Regions from separate parts of the Mus musculus genome. Here region 1 is linked to region 2. The links are chromatin contacts, called in public promoter capture Hi-C maps. All regions are on one chromosome and are shown on one strand. Each heading gives the region's core, a stretch centred on a gene start, on an enhancer-like site or on the middle of the called end of the contact. The rest is flanking DNA. Distances are from core to core; before and after follow the strand shown.

Region 1 (3,778 bases), core at 171-2,670, 180 kb before region 2:
CGGCTCCCCTGGTGGACCTCTCTGAAAATACACAAGAGTGCAGCCCTCAGACAGTACGCAGAACTGGGCTCCCAGGGGCTGCTGGAGACCCCGAGAGCAAAGGTGACTAGGGCAGCATCTCCCCAAGGAGATGGTGCTTCATGGGGAGTTTGTTGAGCAGCTACTGTGTGTCAGGCACTGTGTGCCATTATGCTCTGTTACTTTATGAACTACTCAGAACTCGGGGGGGGGTACTATTAGGGGTGACAAGCAGAGGGTGAGGAAACACAAAAAGACTCAAGGCTCGTGATCACTGCAAGTGAATGCTGAAACCGTGATTACACCCTAGGTTGGCTGGCTTCTTCCCCTGGGTCACACGGTCTTTGCACTGTCACGATAGGAAATAGATGAAGACATCATTTGCTCAAATCACAGATGATGTGCAAGATGGCACCTAGCCAACGATGGCCGTTCGAACTATTGCTGTTTTCTAACCAACAACAGGTATAGCGGTGAACTGGCACCTCTCCCTCGTCCCTGGTGCAGGTAAAGAGACCTCAGAGAAGAAGGAAAGCTGGGACTCTTCCCACCCAATCCTCCCTAAGGTAGCGAACCAGCCCCGACTCAGGAAGTCCACGCGTGCCAGATGCTGGCGCCAGGTGCCCTCCCCAGGTTAAGATGTGCCAGGCTGGCGCCTCACAGGCGAACTGTACCCCTACACTAGCACTGCTTGGTGAGCGGGCCCAGCATCCCCATTTGGTCCTAAACCGGGCATCTCTTTCCTAGGGCCCAGCTGTCCCTGCGAAGTGAGGCAGAAGCCCACAGTCAGGAAACGGACATATTGGGGCGACAGGGAAGTCTGGCTGGAGCCTGGGTCCCTTAGGAGACTCCGGGGGCGGAGGCTCCGCTGTCGACTGAATAGCCACCATTGTCTCCGCACCACCTGGGCTCTCTCCACTGCCAGGCCCCCGCGCCATCTCCTGCTCGACGCTGCCTGTCCCAGGCAAGGCCAAGCATCCCGAGGCAAGGTCCCTCTGGTTCCCGGACTAGTCAATCTCCCTTCACCGCGAGCGGTTTGCCGGGTATGCATCACCCCAGCGGCTCTGTCCTCAGCTGCCCCTCAGGCTAGGGACAGACTAGAACAGGTCCTAAAGACTCCAGGATCCTAAACCCAGGCTCTGCACCAGGGACGGCGGAGACAGAGAAGTGACAGGACTTACGATCTGAGCCAGGGCGAGCCACAGCACCTGGAGGAGAACGAACAGGCTGCGGGGCGCGGGCACGGCGGTCATGGCGAACAGCGGGTTCTGGAGCGGGGGTCCAAGCACCGATGGCGGGGGCTGCTTTCGGAGCCTCGGACTGGATCTCCCGAAAACGCAGCTAGACGGGCCGGGGCGGGGACCTGCAGGCCTGTCACCTGAGAGCACTGTGGGGAGGAACTGTCCAGCTCCGCCCGGTCAGGGGCGGATCTTCTGTGCCCACCCTGGGTCTGCATTCTGAGTTTGACCAGACGCCCCAGCTGGGAAGTCCCGGGGGCATCTCGGGGTACGGGACTACTTTCTGTGTGAAGAGCAGAAGTCCATTCGAAGTCCCTTTCCTCCTTGCCTCCAAGATCAAAGCCTTCCTCCTGGCCCTCAGCCCCATCCTTTCCCCGGGCAAGCTTGTCTGGGTCCTTTATCCTCCAGAGCCTCAACCATCTCAGGTTCTGGAGACCTGGCCAGGACTCCACCAACTCCATCTTTTCTAAATTGGCTCAGTCCTCTCCACAAACAATCAGGTCCCTGCCATATTAAAACACACCAACATCTTTCTTGAATCTGCCACCTCGGGAATTCCCCATCTGCCTCTTCTCTCCCCCTCCACCATCAATTCCATTAGAGTTGTCTGTGGCCTCTAAATTTCCCTTTCCTCTCGCCTCCCTGCTTCCATCGACCAGTGCGATCCGAACATCTTCCATCCTTGAGGCATCCTGTTAGCATTTGGATCTGCCCTTGGCAATGCCAGTCCTTCACGTCTTCTCTCCCAAGCATCCACCAGGCATCCACCCCATGTGACCTTGTACAGTTATATCCTTTGAAGACAAGTTTTTATCTATGCGAATGAGTGTTTTGCCCTCAGGTATGACCCTGTCCCATGGGGGACCAGACATCCTTGGAACTGGAGTTGTAGAAAGGTGTAAGCTCCTACGTGGGTGCTGGCAACAACCTGGGTTTTTGCAAGAAGAGCACGAGCTCTTCAGCAGGGAGCCATCTCTCCAGATCCCTACAATTACATATTAAGGAGGAGTACATGTTCTATGAAAAGTGTCCCTTAGACTATCAAACACCACAATGCATAGTCACACAAACTAAAATGGACCTGGGCTATCTAACCGTGTGGAACCACCTGCATGTGTGAGGTCCACTGTCAGCCAAGTGACACGATTGTCTTTCTCCTCAGCGGCACCTGCATGCTGCTGTCTCCTGGACTGGGAGAGACTTCTCCCTCACCCCCTTTCAACTGACCTCCCAAGTTCATGGAAACAGCCACCACTTTATTCAGTAACACCCCAAACCCACCTGTCTGGTCACCTCGGTCCAGAGCCCCTTTCTCCTCTCCTTCTCTTCCACTCACTGGCTAAGGGCAGTGGATCTCATGCAGCCACTAACCACAGTTATGACCACAGACACCTCCATGACATAAATGAAGTCTTAGTTTCCTCCTCTGTAACTGGGAACAACATGGTCCCTATCTTAAAGAATTTGCTTGAAGATTGAAGGAGCTGATGGTGGCAGCTGCTTAATGTGACAGCAGTGCGCTGTGACCCTCAGTATCATTTGCTCTTGGTATCCAACTGGCCTCCAGTATGGAAACTTGACCACAAGCAAATCAAGTGACCTGGCCAAGGAGGAGGCCTGGACAGATGGCTCCACAGATAAAAGCACTCCTTACTTTTGTAGAATTTGGGGATTTGCATCCCACATCAGATGGCTCCCAACTACCTGTACCTCCTGTTCCATAGAATCCAATGCTCTCTTCTGGCTTCCATGGGCAACAGCAAACATGCAGTGAACATATAAGCACATGCACATACACAAAACACATAAACACGTGTAAAAATCACCCTCCACATTTCCTTTTCTTAAGTATGTTATGAAGCCGGGGAGATGGCTCAGTGGTTAAGAGCACCAGCTGCACTTGCAGAGGACCAAGTACCCACATATCAGCCTATAACCATTTCTAACTCTGTTGAGCGCGCCCCCAACTCGCCAGCAAGAACGACGCCACAGCAGGATCCTTCTGCACACGTTTATTCAGTCCTGTTTCTTCTTTCTTTATATCTCCCTTGTTTATATATCTCCCTTGTTTTTACATCTCCCTTGTTTATATCTCCCTTGTTTTTATATCTCCCTTGTTTTTATATCTCCCTTGTTTATATATCTCCCTTGTTTTTATATCTCCCCCGAACCCTGGGCCTCTCACTCCTTTTTATACTCTCTCTCATCCACGCACCGCAGGCCATGCCCCCTCACCAGGCACGCAGCTTCAGCTAATCAGGGCAGCAGGGGCAAATCTCCACCAAATTGGATTCACCTGTATCCTGGTACACCTTCGCAGCACTCAAGATGTTTGTGTCTTATATGAGGAAGTCAGGTGCAAGTCATATGACTTAGCTGCAGTCCCTGGCGCCTTTGGGACTGCCGCCACACCCGCTCCCCACATAACTCCAGTTCCAGGGTTGGATGCCCTCTTCTAATCTATTAGGGCACCAGGTACCCAGGTGAAACACAGACATACATGCAGGCATGGTACATACACA
Region 2 (3,505 bases), core at 763-3,262:
CTGCTCAGGGTGAGCAGCAGAGAACCAGAGGCAGCGGCAGCGGCAGCTCTGAGTACTCAGCCAGCCAGCAGCTTCAAGCCCGGGCTCCAAAGAGTAAAATCCAATCAATGTCCAGAGACTAGGAGTGGCAGAGGGAGCAAGAACAGTTAAGACACCAACACCTACACTGAGCACATCCCCTGGAGGAAGGGACTAAGGTCCCTGCTGAGTCCTCAGCTCCTGGCTCCAGCATGCCTGCCCCAGCAAATGCTTGGCACAGTGTTGCTTATAGTTCAGCAGTTACCCACTGAGCTCAGGAGGGCTCAGGGAGAAGCTGCTCAAACCTACCACTGTATTTATTCCTCCTAAAACCGTAGGACTGTTTTGCCGAAAGAGGCTCGGAGAAAGCAGGTGATTCCTTCCTTTCATATCACATAGGCAGAAAGTAGCAGAGCCGGGATTTGAAGACAAGTTTAATCAGCTCTGGGGCTCTATCCCTTGTAAACGGCCAGATGGTTGGAGAACCCAAGGAAGTCCCTGAATACCTGGTTTAAGCACAAACTGCATGGACCCCTCCCCAGCAGGCCCCTGCCCAGAGAGTGTCCCACTGGGCCATCCTCTTCACTTGCCTATGGGGACAGAGTTGGCAGTTGCGTGATTGTGATTACGGACTGATTGGTGGCTGGCAGCAACTGTGGAGATGGGTTGTCAATCCCTTGGTGAAAGACCCTCTTTCCACCATTCAGGCCCCAAAACCCAGTGAGAAGTCATCACCAGCAGAGAACAGAGCAATAGGAAAAGCAGCTGCCTTCCATCTCTCTCCAAGATATCACCCTTAGAGACAGGGTTGGACACAGCAATTCCCCCAGGCCCAAGCCCTGAAGGCCCCTGATGGCACTGCTAGCTAGGGCCCCTTGTTGCTCTGGCTTAGCTACAACATTTCCCACCTTAGCCAGGGACTACAAGAGCTATAGAGGGACCATTCATTCGCTTCTGAGATACTAGGAGGGGAAACCCACTCCTTGAGGTTGGGTTGTACAGAGGTAATGGGGGCCTGGGATCCAGGCAACCAGGAAGCCAGCCAAGGAGACCTATTCTCCCAAATGAACAAGATGCCAGAATAGCCCATGAAGGGTCTTGCCAAGCTTCCTTGAAGCCTTGGGTGACCCATCGTGCCCCTGACCACTTTTTCCCAGCTTCCCAGAAGCCCCTTCTTTCACCCTGAAGCTGCGTGAGCACCACCTCTCTCCTTTTTACTAAGAAGGGGAGTGTTTCTCTGGGTACAATGGTGTCACGTTGGAAGGAAAAAGTGGCCGCTTCCCAACCAGGGTACAGGCAGGAGGGAGAAAGGCAGGCTACCTTTCCAGGAGGGATTTTAAGCACTTTGCAAAAATGCCATGCGAAGCAATGCTGTTGAAGATCAGGGCCCCAGGTGAAACCCTGAGCGTCAGCAAAGTACTCCAGATTCTAGGGTTCCTACCCCATTTTCCAGGTTTCCTCAGGCTCAGCCCCCGCCCCACAGTCATCCCAGGTTGTGCGCATCGCGGAGCCTCCCCCCCAAACCCTCCCCCCCGCCCCCCAGATCTGGCATACATCCCTACGTAGCGCTCGGCGGCCGGCCGGAACCCCCCTTCCCGGCGTGGTCCCCTGCCCTGACCGCAGCCCCCTCCCCACGCCCACTCGCAGGCGCGCAAGGCCTGCTGACTTACCCCGAGGTGGGGCCGGGGTCCACGCCTGGAGCGGGATTCCGCTGGCGGAGTGGCGCCGCAAGGCGAGGCAGGTGCTGCCCCGGGACCCCGCCCCGCGGACCCGGCGGTAGGCGCGGCCCGGCCCCGAGCGGGCGCGGACTCCGAAGGGGTAGGGACGCGGGGCGGGGAGGGGCAGCGACAGAGACTCACGGGGGCATCGCCCGCCACCGGGCCGGACAGCTCCGCTCCGCCCGCCTGCGCTGCTGGCTCCGCAGTCGCCACACAGTTCTCAGTCGCCGCCGGGTGCAAAGCCCAAGCCACGGCTGGCGGGAGGAAGCGGGCCCTGGCAGGGGCGGGGCCTAGGGCTGGTGGGAGGGATTAGTGGATGGGGCGGGGCCAGATGGGGCGGGGCCCGAAGGTGGGCGTGGCCTCTGGAATCTGGATCTTCTAGGTGTATCCTTGAGGAGTAGGCCTGGAAGAAGTGAACCTCTAAGAATCAGGGGTTGGGGGCCGCTCAAGTCCCTAAGATGCTCCTCCTGTCCCCTGCCTGTCCACTCTTCTACACAATCTGTTCCTTCTCAAACTTCCTTGTCCTTGGGGGCACCTCCCAGGTGCCTCCATCTATTCTGAACAAGATCAAGGAATGTCAGATGGTGAGCAGTAAGGCTAAACACCTTACAAACATAGAGTCCATTTTAAAGACCAAAAAAAGGGGGGAAACTTTCGGAGGAGAAATGACTTGCTCAAGTGCCTGCTGTAAAAGATTTTCTGGAAAGAGGGAGGGAGAGAGAGAGAGAGAGAGAGAGAGAGAGATCAGGAGTCACAAAAGAGTGCTGCTTTTGAAGATCAGAGTTCAGTTCCCAACACCCAAGTCAGACAACTGTTACTTCAGCTCCAAGGAATCTGATGCCCTCTTCTGGCACCTGAAGGCTCCAGCACATGTGTGCACATACACACACGAAGTGAAAGTAAGTCCTTTGTTTAAAAAAAAGGAACTTCCAATATACTTTCAGACTTCAGGTAAGGGGCCTATGACCCATATTAGCTCCTTTGCCACCTGTGGCAGTGCCTTTCAACTGGGGACAGTTTTGTCCTGAAGGGATTTTTCACAATATCTTGAGTTACTCGTAGTTTCTGCAATTATGAGGGGTTTCCAGTAAGAACCAACCCTGGAACTGTGCTGGCCAGTCCTGATACCAAAGAGTCCTCAGGCCCTGTGTCAATAGGACTGCAAGTGGGAACCCTGTATTACTGTTGGTTCTCTAGAGGGACAGAATTTAGAGAAGAAACACATACACACACACACACACACGCACACACACACACACACACACACGCACACACACACGTACACGCACACATGTGGGAGGGGATTTATTAAAATGGCTTACAGGATGTGATCCGGCTTGTCCAACAATGGCTGTACAATGGAAAGTCCAAGAACTCAGGAGTTATTCACTCCACAAGGCCAGATGGCCTTCAATATCTGCTGGAATGCCAAAGAAGTGGGTTCAAATGTTAGTGACGGACTGAGGTTGCCAGTGAGGGTGAGGGCCAGTATGCAAAGAGAGCAAGCTTTTTTTGCTTCCATCAACAGTGGATCTTTCAACCTCAAACGATCCAGGGTAAAAGTGGGTCTTCCCATTTCAAATGATTTAATTAAGGGGGAAAACTCCTTCATTGGTATACCACTTGGGTTTCAGTTAATTCCCAATAAGGTCAAGTTGACAACCTAGAAAAACCATTGCACGAGGCTTGGCATCTGCCTGAATGGACTTCAAATGGATGTGCTGACTTAAGACCCAGCAGTTTAGGCTTCTAGAGAGATAGATGGCTTA

Evidence for each region. Capture Hi-C pulls out chosen DNA fragments and counts their contacts.
Region 1: a promoter capture Hi-C map of liver shows a contact between it and region 2. The contact joins the promoter of Col9a2 here to the promoter of Rims3 in region 2. A contact is called at or near these places in 7 of 39 promoter capture datasets (the 3T3-L1 cell line, the C10 cell line, hippocampal neurons and 3 more), 39 of 484 Hi-C or Micro-C datasets (the AML12 cell line, B cells, the C10 cell line and 29 more), 2 of 115 datasets of contacts at active chromatin or transcription factors (bone marrow-derived dendritic cells and microglia) and 2 of 9 other capture datasets (adipose tissue and liver).

Annotation. Positions count from the first base shown.
Region 1 is chr4:121,037,208-121,040,985 of GRCm38.p6, reverse strand. It overlaps Col9a2 (collagen, type IX, alpha 2), which reads right to left and starts at 1,420. Exons shown (of 32, transcript NM_007741.2): 1 at 1,200-1,420; 2 at 1-21. The coding sequence starts at 1,271.
Region 2 is chr4:120,853,306-120,856,810 of GRCm38.p6, reverse strand. It overlaps Rims3 (regulating synaptic membrane exocytosis 3), which reads right to left and starts at 2,012. Exons shown (of 8, transcript NM_182929.3): 1 at 1,689-2,012.